Linked DNA regions of Mus musculus: region 1 is linked to region 2. Evidence: chromatin contacts called from public Hi-C data. All regions are on one chromosome and are shown on one strand. The core of a region is the stretch at or near the end of the contact, and the rest is flanking DNA. Distances in the headings are between cores, read along the strand shown. Region 1 has its middle 10 kb from the start of Gm30158. Region 2 has its middle 82 kb from the start of Gm46300.

The links. Hi-C and Micro-C count contacts between places; a contact is called where the count stands out from the background.
Region 1: a Hi-C map of myocytes shows a contact between it and region 2, with 2.8 times the contacts expected there. The contact joins two enhancer-like sites. A contact is called at or near these places in 2 of 484 Hi-C or Micro-C datasets (bone marrow-derived macrophages and myocytes) and 2 of 115 datasets of contacts at active chromatin or transcription factors (acute myeloid leukemia and embryonic basal ganglia).

The regions. Positions count from the first base shown.
Region 1 is chr11:111,521,297-111,524,292 of GRCm38.p6, forward strand. No RefSeq gene overlaps it. Among named protein-coding and RNA genes, the nearest start is that of Gm30158, 10 kb to the left of the region's middle. Within about 2 kb of position 1,590, at least 37 of the 459 cell types and tissues checked have an H3K27ac peak or open chromatin away from gene starts, as enhancers often do. A contact at or near this core is called in myocytes, where this site is marked.
Region 2 is chr11:110,632,022-110,634,876 of GRCm38.p6, forward strand. No RefSeq gene overlaps it. Among named protein-coding and RNA genes, the nearest start is that of Gm46300, 82 kb to the left of the region's middle. Within about 2 kb of position 1,475, at least 12 of the 459 cell types and tissues checked have an H3K27ac peak or open chromatin away from gene starts, as enhancers often do. A contact at or near this core is called in myocytes, where this site is marked.

The sequences.
Region 1 (2,996 bases), core at 340-2,839, 890 kb after region 2:
CAAAGTATACTTAGAATCTTCATTACAGTCAAGTATGGCAGACTACATTACTTATTAGTAGAAAGTACCCCCCCCCCACACACACAATCACTTAGAATAATAGCCAAGCTACTCCCATATGCAAGAATTTACATATGGAAATTCTAGGAAGAAGGAAGGTTGTGGTCTAAGGAGGAACCAGAGTAGATACTTAGAACTATAGATAGCTGAGTTACACTCCTACACAGGAATTTACAATGCCCTAGGGGGAAGGTGGACTATACAATAGACTAGAATTGGAACTATGGCAAGGGCATGAAGCCCTTGTCCCTGACTTCTAAGATTAAGCTGACCTTAGATGGGGTTGCTTTCGATCCCAGTTGTTAACATTGATTTTTATCCCACTTGGTTCATGTTAGCTTTTTGTATGCATTCCTCTGTTTTGTGAAAAAGTCACTTATAAGACTGGTGCTCACTTTGAGACAAATTACATTCAGATACACACTCTCTCTGGGTCTGTATTTGTTTGTCATTTCTCGCCAACTCCATTGCCCACCTGTCTGGAACTCCGAGTTCCGGAGCACGGATTGAGGGGAGCCCGACTGAGGTCAGTCCGCAGCAAATTACTAATTTGTAATATTTGTGAATTTCTGCAATAGAATGATCTTCCTTTCTTTATTACCAGTCTGTCTACTTCTTTATACTGAAGCTCTTTCAGGTTGGACTGATGTCTTAACTAATTGCATTTTGGACTGTGAGTTATTGGCCAAAATATAGCAATCCAACCAACCATTCAGAAGTTTCTGTTTGTATCATCTAGACAGGCATTTTTAAAACTGAGACTCCAAGTGACTTTTCTCCAGCATTTAGCAATAGTTGTTCTACTAGAGTAGGCATTCTAGAATTTTCCACAGAGGGTGCTAATTAAAAGAAGAGTCCCCCAGTGGCCTTCAGACATCCACGGATGGATCATCGGGCCACATCAGGCTTTCAATGTCTCTCGTTTCTTTTCCTAACCTATGGGGCTTCCATGAGACATACTGCATGGATTTTTCTGTTTTTTTCAAAATCTGACACAGAACCAAGTGTAACTTTACTCGATACTCCAGCGAAATGGAATGAGCAAATTACGAGGTGAACTTTGACCTTGCCTAGCTTAGTGTTTTGCATGTTGAATTCATCAAACAACTGCAGCTTCTACTCGGTTTTGCTTTTTTGTGCGTAGTGAGGGAAAGTTTAGTATCTTGTTAATCAACAAAATCATTTTAGGTAACGACCCTGGGCAAGTGAATAAGGCGGTAAACTTCATTTCAACACGACTATCTTTGTCGCCTGGATAATTTCAATGTTTCTCCAATATGAATATATTATATGCTTTCAAAATAAAGGTGAAGCCGACTACTGTGGATTGAGCTTGCAGAGTCGCACCCCCCCCACCCCCCCCCCACCCCACCCCCGCAGGACTGACCACTCGCAGTTCGTTTGTCCAAAGTTAAACTTAATCTTCTCGTTTTCTGTGTCCAATCTGACTGGACCAGTATCACTAGTTTCCCAGGAAACCTTGAAAGCTAATCTTTACATAACTGCCTGTGCCCACTGTTGGAATCCAGCCACTGCTGGGGACAGGCATAGCAGCTGCTCCTCTGCCTCATAGCAACACTTCACAACAGCGTGGGAGGAATACAAAGAAGAGCAATATCCCGAAATTAAACTGCCCTGGGGAGGGTGAGGGACGGGGCAGAAGATAACAGTCAACAGACTTGCTCTGAAGGAAAAAAAGGGTGAATTTTTAATGAACAGAGAGAAGCAGTCTTTGGTTTCATCGTCTGCTACAAAAGCTAGGATGCATATTTAAATACCATCCTGTCAGATCTTTCGTTTTAAACACACTACCAGAAAAGTAATTATATTTTTAATTGGACGGCTTTTATTTCGGGACGAAGCAATAAAATAGACCACTAACCGCAAAGAATAAAAGTCACTGCGTTATGCTTTTGCATAATTTCTATTTCTCCCCAAAGTCTATGACATTTCAGTCAACCATCGCTTGTCTAGCATTGCCAAAACAGAAATGATAATAAAGACGCTCTGGTCTCTCTTTAACACAGAAAGAAGAAATGCATTATATTAGTAGCAACCGTAATTTGAACCACGATTCACAAAACATGGGTTAGAAATAAGACCAGTAAAGTCAAACTTTCATGTAAAAGGGAAACAGAATAAACAGAATTGAGAGCTGTGGGAGGTGCTGTCGTTCGTCTTGCATTAATGCTCCTACATAAGTGGACAAAAAGGAGATTGATCGATCGTCTATTGAGCCCCGAGATCTCCACACCCAGAATATTGCCTACAACTTCCCATAAGGGAGGGCATGCTTTCCCCCCCAGCACAATGGCGCCACCTGTTGGCCAAACCAATTAGACGTGCTTTCATTTGTTTTGGGTGTTCTGGTCCACCTGAAATAAGCCACTGCTATCCTACCGGAACTCCCTTATGGGATGTGGATTCTAAGAGACTCTCATCTCATGTACAAATAATAAATTTTATTAAACAAATACTGGGGCAGGAGCCATGATTTGTGGGGACCCAACAAAAGTTGAAAATTGAAACCCATACTTGTGAGAGCCAAAAGTGACATTCAGGTACTTGCACACAAAACATTTCCTTTCTTTTGCTCAGCGGCATCTTGTAACGTGTCAGTGTCTTTTGTTAGCTTGGTGCCATTTATTTTCTATAATTCTAGTTTTAATAAGTTACCATGTATAATTATCATGAATTCTCTGATCTACTGTGTTTTGCAAAGCCGATTTACAAAGTGAGAGAACAGTTCACTCATGATTCTAAATCCCTGGATTTCCTCCTCTAATTGATTATTTAGAAGTAAAATAAAAAAATTAAAAGAGTTTTCATTCTGTTAAAAGGGTTTTTTTTTAAGTAAAAGAAAGAATGAAAAGAAGCTGAAGTATGATTGTGTTCCATCTCTGTGGTAGATTTCAGAATTACTGGTTATCTGATAT
Region 2 (2,855 bases), core at 225-2,724:
GAAATGTCCTGAAGGTTGGTTGATGGTTTATGGCACTGTGGAGGTGATTCAAACGTTAGGGGGTTGGACTATGTAAGAGGGGGATGGCAGGACCTCAGCCTTTCTCCTTCTCTCTTTGCTTCCTGGCTGTCATTAGAGGGCAGCTTTGCTCTTTCGGGTGATTCCTGACATGGTGTCCTGCCTTCCCACAGGCCCAAAGCAGCTGGGTCATGTGACTGTGGGCTATTCCTCTGAAAGCAGGAGACGAAGCATTTGTTCCGCTTCAGAAGTTGACTATCTCAGGTGTTCTCACTTAACAATTTTAAAACTGACTAACACGGGTTTTGTTTGTTTGTTTGTTTTAGTTCTCTATAAGAGGTATTTGATTGAACAGATAATGGAAAATGATGTCAATTTGACTTCCTTTCTTTCTCAGATTCTCTAGGTATGTATGTGCATAGGTATGCATGCACGTGTGTGTGTGTGAATGCGGTTTTTATGTATGTGTGTGTTTGTATGTTCACATATGTACACACGTGTGGAGACGAAGAGTTGCAAATGTGTGGAGGTCAGAAGTCAATATTAAGTATCCTTTGTTATCAGTCTTCACCTTATTTTTTTGTGACAGGTTTTCTTACTTGACCTGGGACTTAGCATTTCATCTGGTCAGTGAGCCTCAGATACCCTCCATCTCTTCTCCTGGGTGCTGGCCAGATTCCTCCCATTGATTCTCTCTGTGATCAGATTATAGACATGTATTCCCATACCTGAGTTTTACGTAGTTATTGAGGATCTGAACTAATTTTTCATGCTGCTCCCCAGTCACTTGACCCATGGATCCACCTCCCCAGCCCCTATAGGTCTTGTATTTAGTGACATGAAAATAAACCCCAAAGCATCTCTGGCATTATACTAAAGCTGTAGCCTATACTGCCTTTTACCACCCAGCCTTAGACCTATCCCACCACTATAGGAGACTTAGCTCACTGTTCACATCTGTGGAGGAAAATGCTGATCTCTTTGGAAAGGCAATCTGTGCCTGCAAAGGCAGGATTTTTCTTCTATCTAGTCTGATGGGATTTTTCTTTTACCTAGTCTGGTGGCAGTCTCAGGTTTACACTTCCACTTCTGAATGGGAGAACATTTGGGGCTTGCAGTGGATGGTTAGATTATCTCCTTGTAAAAGGAACAGGCCACAGAAAACTCAGAATTACACATCAAGGAATATGTTATGTCATAGCTGGGGACATCCAGAAGGGCCTGAGGATGCATCCACCACTGTCTCAACCATGCCACCACTGGGTCCCTGAAACAATGAGACCCCTGTTTTTGTTTGATGACATTCAGATATTCCCACTCACTTCCCTTTGATTCCTCAAAGACTCCTCCCCTTATCGATTCTGGCTTGCCTCATTATATTCCCCAGATTATGTGTCACCCTGAGAGCTCAGCCATGACACAGCCATGCAGACACTTTGAAGGGATGGCTTGGCTCTGCTCCCCTTGGCAGGTTGCAGCCATGTACCAGGAGAACAACAGCTCTCAGTAACAGCTGCGACTCAGCCTGGGTCTGGAATGTGAAGACACTTGGGATGGTCAGAAGCCAGAAGTCCCACAGCCCTCAGATGACACAGGGAAATAAATACGCGTTGCCTTAAGCCACTAACACATTGGAGTTGTTTATTGCCACAGGAGAGGCTGACTAATTTTAGAACCCAGTGTCCTTCCGTGTCTCCATTCTTGTCCCTGTCAGTGAGGCTCCTTGCTAAAGCTCATTTTCCTTGCGGTTGGAGAAAGGCTGTGGCAGATTCAAGTCACCTCCAGATGTGACAACAGCCAGAGGCAGAAAAGGGGCCACCTCATTCTGTGTTTGCTTAAGTCCAGAGACGCACTCTGCAGAAGTCCCGTGGGTCTTCTGCTGGTGTCATGGTAGTGAGAAATGGATCCCAGGTCTGTTCTTGAGGCTTCATCATTGGCAGGGAGTACAGTGTCAATGACTGATCCATGTCAATCAGGGCCAATCCCTGGGGGCAGCAGGAGTAGCCAAGCCCGTTCTAAAATCACATCTATGGGGTGGGATGGGGGTGGCAATTGTTATATACCTAATCAAAACCAGATCTTTGAAGAGGAGGAAAATGAATGTTGACAAGCAAGTCTGGTGTTTTCTACACCCATTTCTGTGACTTCCTGGGGTTTTTCCTTTCCTCTTGGTTCCCTGAGGCCTCCTGTCACTCCCTCCTTTTCTCTTCTCCTCCCCTCCCCTCCTCTCCCCTCCCCTCTCCTCTCCTCTTCCCTCCCCTCCCCTCTCCTCCTCTCTCTTCCCTTTCCTTTCCTTTCCCTTCCCTTCCCTTTCCCTTTCCCTTTCCCTTTCCCTTTCCCTTTCCCTTTCCCTTTCCCTTTCCCTTTCCCTTTCCCTTTCCCTTTCCCTTTCCCTTTCCCTTTCCCTTTCCCTTTCCCTTTCCCTTTCCCTTTCCCTTTCCCTTTCCTTTCCTTTCCTTTCCTTTCCTTCCCTTCTATTCCCTCCCTTCCTCCTTCCTTTCCTCTCTCCCTTTCTTTGTGTGCGTGTGCAGGTACATGCGTGTGCACGTGCTTGTATGCACATAGAGGCCACAGCTCAACCCCAGGTGTCATTACTCATAGTCACCCCCCTTGTTTCTTTGTGAGATAAGTTCTCACACTAGGACTTGTTTATCATCAATCAGTCTGCACCTGTTCCTGCCTCCCCAGCTCTAGGATACAAGCAAGTGCCGCCACACCCAGCCTTTACCTCGGTTCAGGTACTTGTGTCCCCATGGCAGCACTTTGCAAGCTGAGCCATCTCTCTGGCTTTTTTCTTTCCATTTGCTTTTTGTTGCTCTCATATCCCCCACTGCCCC